Regions from separate parts of the Gossypium hirsutum genome. Here region 1 is linked to region 2. A link is a contact called in public Hi-C data. All regions are on one chromosome and are shown on one strand. The core of a region is the stretch at or near the end of the contact, and the rest is flanking DNA. Distances in the headings are between cores, read along the strand shown. Region 1 holds the start of LOC107945693 (probable N-acetyltransferase HLS1). Region 2 has its middle 26 kb from the start of LOC107940530.

Region 1 (3,436 bases), core at 714-3,213, 100 kb after region 2:
TGACCAAAATGCCCTTAATGCATAACTTTGAAATTTTACCTATTCATGTCCATTTTTGTCCACTGACTTATCCAATGGTTTAATTACCAACTAAGGACCTCTAATTTAAAATCTCATAGCAATCGACACCTTTAACAAGTAGAACTCAACTTTTGCACTTTTTACGATTTAGTCCTTTTGACTCAATTGAGTGCCCAAACGTCAAAATTTTCGAACGAGATTTTTAAAAAGTAGTTCCATAAATATATAGACCATAAAAATATAATAAAAATAAATTTTTCTACATCGGATTCATGGTCCCGAAACTACTGTTCTAACTAGCCCCAAAATTGGGCTGTTACAGCACACTAGCTCCTACTTGTCATTACCAAACTCAACACTCCATTTTCCCTGCTAACACTGTCTCTTGGGTGCATGAGCTAACATGACACACCTCATGTGAGCTTTCCTCTTCGCATTAGAACTTTCTCAATCCTCATCTATGCTTACAATCACATGGATAGTGCCTCTGACCTTCTACTTACCTTTGGGATCACCACAAGAACTCTGACGCTGCTAAGTAGTACCCTAATCCACAAACTCGGTGAGCTCACCATTTCTCACTTCCTCTTCAATAGCATCCTTCAAAGTAAAATAATTTTCAGTTTTGTGCCCCATATCATCATGGAAAGGACATCTATCCCTGGAATTTGACCTCTTCGTACTGTGCCTCATAGGAGATGGGTTAGGCAGGATACTTAAACTCTTTACTTGATTCAAGATATAACCACGAGTAGTGTTCAATAGAGTGTTGGCTTCAAACTTGCCTTGAGGGATGTATCTTCTTATCTGCTTGGGTTGAGATCCCTAAGGAACCTTAGGAGAATTATCCTGTGTCTGCACTTTTTGCTGCCCGTCGTCTCGGGCACGCAAAGCTTGATTGAGTGACCCCTGTCTATTGCGAGTTCCTTCTCTTTCTCTGAACTGTCTACCATCTCTTTGAAATGTGTCACGCGTCGCCCTCTTAATCTCTTCTACCTCCACGAACTTGTAAGCCCGCTCATATAAGTCTGCTAAACTCTATGCCTATTATCAGTAAAGGAGTACTGCACATGTTCATTCTACACTCCGATAATGAAGGCATCGATGGTCCACTAGTCCTGAAGGTTCTTCATATTCATTAATTTGTTTGGTTGAACATAATACTCATTTAATGGATTGACTATTACTTTTCTATTACTTGTCTTCCCGTAATAACTATTCTTTAGTTTCACCAAATAATGACTATTCCATGCAAGATTGAGTAAAAAAATATATTAATTTCTAGCTTAGTCGTTTATTTAAAACTTAAACTTAAAAAATATAAAAATAAAATATATGAAATAATTGAATATAATTTAATATAAAATATTTTAATGGGTGAATAAAAATATAGTAAAATAAAAAATGTTGTTAAAACATTAATTTTCTTTGAACATGTAAAGGAAAATAGTTAGAGAATTTTCATCTTTCATGAAACGACAAAGTAAAGTCGTTATGTAAGTGGAAACGATGGTCATGATATTCATTATGATGATGATGATGGATGGATGGATGGATGGATGGATGGATGGATGGGTGGGTGGAATTGGAGGAGGGGGAGATTAGAGGGAAGGGAAATGATTGCCAAATGGGGCATGATGGCAATGCCTCCATCCTTAGAAATTAAAAGATTAAAATGAAAAAACGGAAAAAAAAACCAATAAAACTGCGCAGCCATAGCCGCCATTTCCAGTTCCACCCTTTTTGTGATTATTAATAATGAAAATTGTTATTATTATTTTTCCATTTATTTACTATCTCTCCCATTTTAACTTTCTTTCTAAAAGATAATATTTTCGTTACTAGTTTTAAAAAGAAAGAGAGAGAGAGAAAAATGATAATATAGACAGACAGAAAGACAAGAGAGAGGGAGAGATAGAGACTTTTTAAAGCACTGAATTAAATAAAAAAAGCCAGAAAAGAAAAGGAAAGTTTAGGGATTCTAGAGATAAATAGTAAAAAGAAGAAGCCAACCAATATTTAAAGGCCGCTTCAAACCAATTGTTGCTCTGGCCATCAACTTCTACGTATTTCCTCTCCTATGTCAAGTAAAAAAAACCCAAGAAGAAAATACATACACAACAAGAAGCCCTTAGCTTAGCTTTTTCTTCTTATGATCTCGAAGTCCTAAGCTTTCTACACCTTCTCTCTTTACTGCTTTTGCTTGTTTCAGACGTTATTGAGGGATACTCTCTGACCTTGAAAAAGCTGCGTTTTCACCTATATAAACCCTTGTTTCCTTTTCCATCCATTTTCACTTTCACTATAATATAGAGTGTGAAAAAGAAGGAAAATTATGGGAGGTGATGATGAGTGCGTTATAGTGGTACGGGAGTTTGATCCTAGTAAAGATTTAGCAAGTGTAGAAGAAGTTGAAAAACGATGTGAAGTTGGTCCCAGCGGCAAACTCTCTCTCTTTACCGACCTCTTGGGTGACCCTATTTGCCGGGTCCGCCACTCCCCTGCTTTTCTCATGCTGGTACTACTCTTTTTCCCTCCATTACTACTATCCCATGCTTCATGCTTCTTCTTCTTCTTGCGTTGTTGTCTTTTTTTTTTAAAGGAAAAAAAACAAACAAACACTCATATTGGTTTATGTAATCAAACAGGTGGCTGAATTAAGCTCCACCAAAGAAATAGTTGGGATGATAAGAGGTTGCATAAAAACCGTTACTTGTGGCAAAAAGCTCTCTCGGAATACCAAAACCAATGATCCCTCCAAACCTCTCCCTGTTTACACCAAAGTCGCTTACATTTTAGGCCTTCGGGTCTCCCCTTCGCACCGGTATTTACTGCTCCACCCAATCATTAACATTCCTTTAATACGTTAAAACCTATAGTAATCAATGGTCTTAATTTTTTTCTCTTTTTTTTTTTAATTTCTCAGGAGAATGGGAATAGGGTTAAAGCTGGTACTAAGAATGGAAGAGTGGTTTGTCCAAAACGGCACTGAATACTCTTACTTAGCCACGGAAAACGACAACCAAGCTTCCGTTAATCTCTTCACTGATAAATGCGGCTACTCCAAGTTCCGTACCCCTTCCATTTTGGTTAACCCCGTTTTCGCCCATCGACTCCCTGTTTCCAACCGAGTCACTCTGATTAAGCTATCCCGATCCGACGCCGAGTCGCTATATCGGCGTCGTTTCTCCACCATCGAGTTCTTCCCTCGCGACATTGACTCGGTGCTTAATAACAGACTCAGCCTGGGAACCTTTTTGGCAGTGCCACGTGGATGTTGCTATACGCAAGAAACGTGGGCCGGGTGTGATAAGTTTTTATCCGACCCGCCAGAGTCATGGGCGGTTTTGAGTGTGTGGAATTGCAAGGACGTGTTTAGGTTGGAAGTTCGGGGCGCGTCGAGGATGAGGAAAAC
Region 2 (3,443 bases), core at 350-2,849:
CTCAATAATTTTAGGTCATTTTCATTAAGCTATTTTTATCGATTAATTAAATATCTATACGATAGTTATTCCCTTAAACAGTTCTTAGAAAATAAAAGAGACTTTAACTAGTGTCTAATAGTACGGATTAAAGTGATTTTAAAAATAACTAACAAATTGTTTTTCTTGAATTTAGTGAAAATGATAAATTAAATATAACCAACCTTTTGACACTTTTTTAAACTTGATTATTATATTATAAGCTTTGTCTATATGTGTTGAGTGTTTTTTTGAGTCTATCTTTTATAGAAGTTAATTTTTCTATTTATATGACACAATTTCTAGATGTGACGTCCTAAGTAGGCCTTTATGCATGCCAACATGCACCCTATTCTAATGTCAACACGTGTTCCCTAAGTGTGGGTTCGCTTGTATGATGATGCGAACCCACCACGTGCGGACTCATATAAGTGAACTATACAGGCTATCACTACTAAAGAAAAAATGATCGAGTTGACCCTAGTCGGGTAGCAAGCCAGTAATGGAGAATACCATAACAATTTGTCCCCAGCTTTGTTTGAAGAATAGTTATAAAGTGGCTCTTTTGAGAACTTGGCTAAGCGAAGTGGGGGGATTTTCGAGAACGAAACTTATTGTATACTCCTTTCGTTTAAAATTTATGTATACGCTTTACCAAGTGTTAAAGGGAGGTACAATTGTATAAAGTTGATTGGACCTTCATTCCTGAAGATGCGAATCGTCAGACTTTGAATTTCTTTAAAAGGACCTAGTTTCAAACCTAAGCATTGAACTGTTTATATTTGATTTTTTTGAAGAGGAGACACTGTTGAGAACCAGAATCATGATTCAAAGGTAAACTTCTTAAAATTTTCAAATACTCCTTCTAGTCGTTATGATTTTAGTTGGGTATGATGGTTAGGACAAGAGGAGGTGGCCGTAGTGGTCAGGGTAATTGCGATGGTTCAAGGAGTATGCACTCGCAGCATCATGAAGCCAATGTTCCTGTGGAAGCGAAAGCCTATGCTTGTACCACTAAGTATGAACAAATGAGTCATCATTTGGCCATTCGAGGCATTCAAATATCCAATTTTGCTTATAACTTCTTTGTTGTTGAAGGCTTGAGGCGATTAAGTGATACCAAAGGAGGTTTCCTACTTCCTTTGCACATGTTAGAAGCGGGTTTTAGCCTTCCTCCTCTCCACCCTTTTTTTGCCATGTTCTTGATGAGTATGAGATAGCTCTGAGGAAGTTATTTGGTTTCTCATGATAGGTCACGGCTACCTATTTTATTGATTGTGGTCGTCGAGAGGATTCACCATTGATTTTTGTTTTCCAACATCTGTATCAACTCAAAGCCTATAATCAAAGAGGTTCTTGAGGTTTATTTTACTCCTCGCGAAGAATGTGAATCGATCATTTCCAACTAGTCTTCTAACCTTTAGCTAAATCATTGTAAATACATATGAGTGAGGACCAAATTTGGGGTTGGTTTTGATTTTCCAACTAAGTGGTCCATACCTAAAAAAAGTGTATGCCTATGACAATGAGCTATCACATCTAAAGTAGGCTAGGCTCAATTGGCTTGGCTTCACTAGAGCTCAAGGAGGTGTTAACTGCTAGGAATGTATTGTAACCACTGCCTTATAGTTCTGAGCCCTAATGGATGGTTACTGGTTGACGACAAGAACGTTGTGGATATTGTGTCAGTTTTGCCCATAGAGTTCACGTGGCCATATGGAGCTACCAGTGGGTTGGGGCTAATTTTATTAAAAAAGTGAAGGAGCCTAGAAATTATTTTTATAATTTTTTGTAAATTAAAACCTCACTCATAGTCCTCCAAATCTACAGGGGATTAAGAAGGTAGTGTGAACACCACTATGATTACTATTTAGTACTAATAATAGACTTATTGGTGATGAGGCACAACTCGTATCGTTGAAGAATCAAGGGAATCAACAAGTTTATTTAAAGAAATCAATGAATACATGGACGTACGGTCTTTTGCGAAAAATGTACGGGGTGTTCTTACTGGTGCTTCTGCTTGGGAAGGAAATGGGAGTAGTAGAAAGAAACAGAAAACTATTGTTGGAGCTTCCAACATTGTGTTAAGTAGAGAATACGAGGGTAGTCCGCTGAAGGAACTTTGCCGAAAAAAAGGAAAGGATCATGCAACATTATCTGGTATTGTGGCGAGCACTGTTGCAGTCCCTTCTGTGATTCTTCTACACTAGTATCCTCACCTCCTCCAAGACCATCCACCAAAGATGCCTTTGGTGTGACTATTGAACATGGTCCTTCTAGGTGTTTGCTAAAGTTTATGTCTACTGGTGGTTAAGCCCAAACATTGTTTCCCTGGTGTGACCATTTAAGTGTGCAGAAATTTCCTTACTACCACACTGAGATGGGTAAAAACTAGAAAGAGTCAATGTCTGAAGAAGTAAAGGACTACATTAGCCCTTCTACATCATCTAGCTATGAAAAGAAGTAATCATTGAAGGAGCTTGTATTGTCTCTTCAAGTGTCTCTGGCCCAAGTTGGGATTATTAGTGTAGGGTTCGCCGAAGGTATTAAGTGAAGAGGAGGCTAAAAAGATGGAGTATGAGATTGCTTTCCAGTCCACCAAGGGAGCCTTAGAGAGGGCTCGTGAACTGCACAGATAGTTGGAGGAGGATTATAATAAACTGGTGGAGCAAAATAAAAGATTAGAATATCATCTCAATCTTTCTGAAAAATCCAATGAAAAATTATATGAAGAGATCGAAGGCATGTGAGCTAGTAAGATTGTTTTCGAAGAGACCTTCAAACCCATGGGTGACCAGCATGAACTTGCTATGGTTAATTTGGAGAAGCATAATGAAGAAGCCTTGGAAAATTATAAGGCAAAAACAATGCCAAATTTTTAGGATTATCCACTAGATTTGAAATCAAATATTTTGCAGCATGCCTAAGGGATTGCAGATCCTTTGATGCTCACAATGTAAATTTTAATTCTCTGAGTCATCTCATAGGTGCCCATCTTGATTTTGATATTCGTTTCATTAGGAGGAATTTGATGAAGAATGAAAAAATTCCATCAGAATTTATCTTGTTGATACTCTTGTTGAAACCAGTGTTGCCCTTGTTACTGGATATGAAGGAAATGATAATAAAGAGGTAGAAGAAGAAGTGGACACTGCTAATCCCAATAATACCAGTGCGACCTCTTGATTTATTTTTATTTGTTGTACTTGTTGCATGACATTTTGAAATGAAAGGATTCTATTTTGTTTAGTGCTTAAACCTTTTGGTAATTGATATATTTGTTTGAGAAAATTGCCTAATTAAGTTGTCCTCGTAAATGACTTAAGCAAGTATAAATCCAATGATGATCAGGAACCATCAAATTGCTCAACTTAACTATGATTTGTAATTAGTGCACCCAAGTTGTGCTCATAAATTAACAG

Evidence for each region. Hi-C and Micro-C count contacts between places; a contact is called where the count stands out from the background.
Region 1: a Hi-C map of leaf shows a contact between it and region 2, with 4 times the contacts expected there. The contact joins the promoter of LOC107945693 here to the enhancer-like site in region 2. A contact is called at or near these places in 11 of 34 Hi-C or Micro-C datasets (callus, fibers, hypocotyl and 2 more).

What each region holds. Positions count from the first base shown.
Region 1 is chrA12:39,347,965-39,351,400 of Gossypium_hirsutum_v2.1, forward strand. It overlaps LOC107945693 (probable N-acetyltransferase HLS1), which reads left to right and starts at 1,964. Exons shown (of 3, transcript XM_016879791.2): 1 at 1,964-2,539; 2 at 2,670-2,845; 3 at 2,948-3,436. The coding sequence starts at 2,357.
Region 2 is chrA12:39,247,807-39,251,249 of Gossypium_hirsutum_v2.1, forward strand. No RefSeq gene overlaps it. Among protein-coding and RNA genes, the nearest start is that of LOC107940530, 26 kb to the left of the region's middle. Within about 2 kb of position 1,600, at least 1 of the 9 cell types and tissues checked has an H3K27ac peak or open chromatin away from gene starts, as enhancers often do. A contact at or near this core is called in leaf, where this site is marked.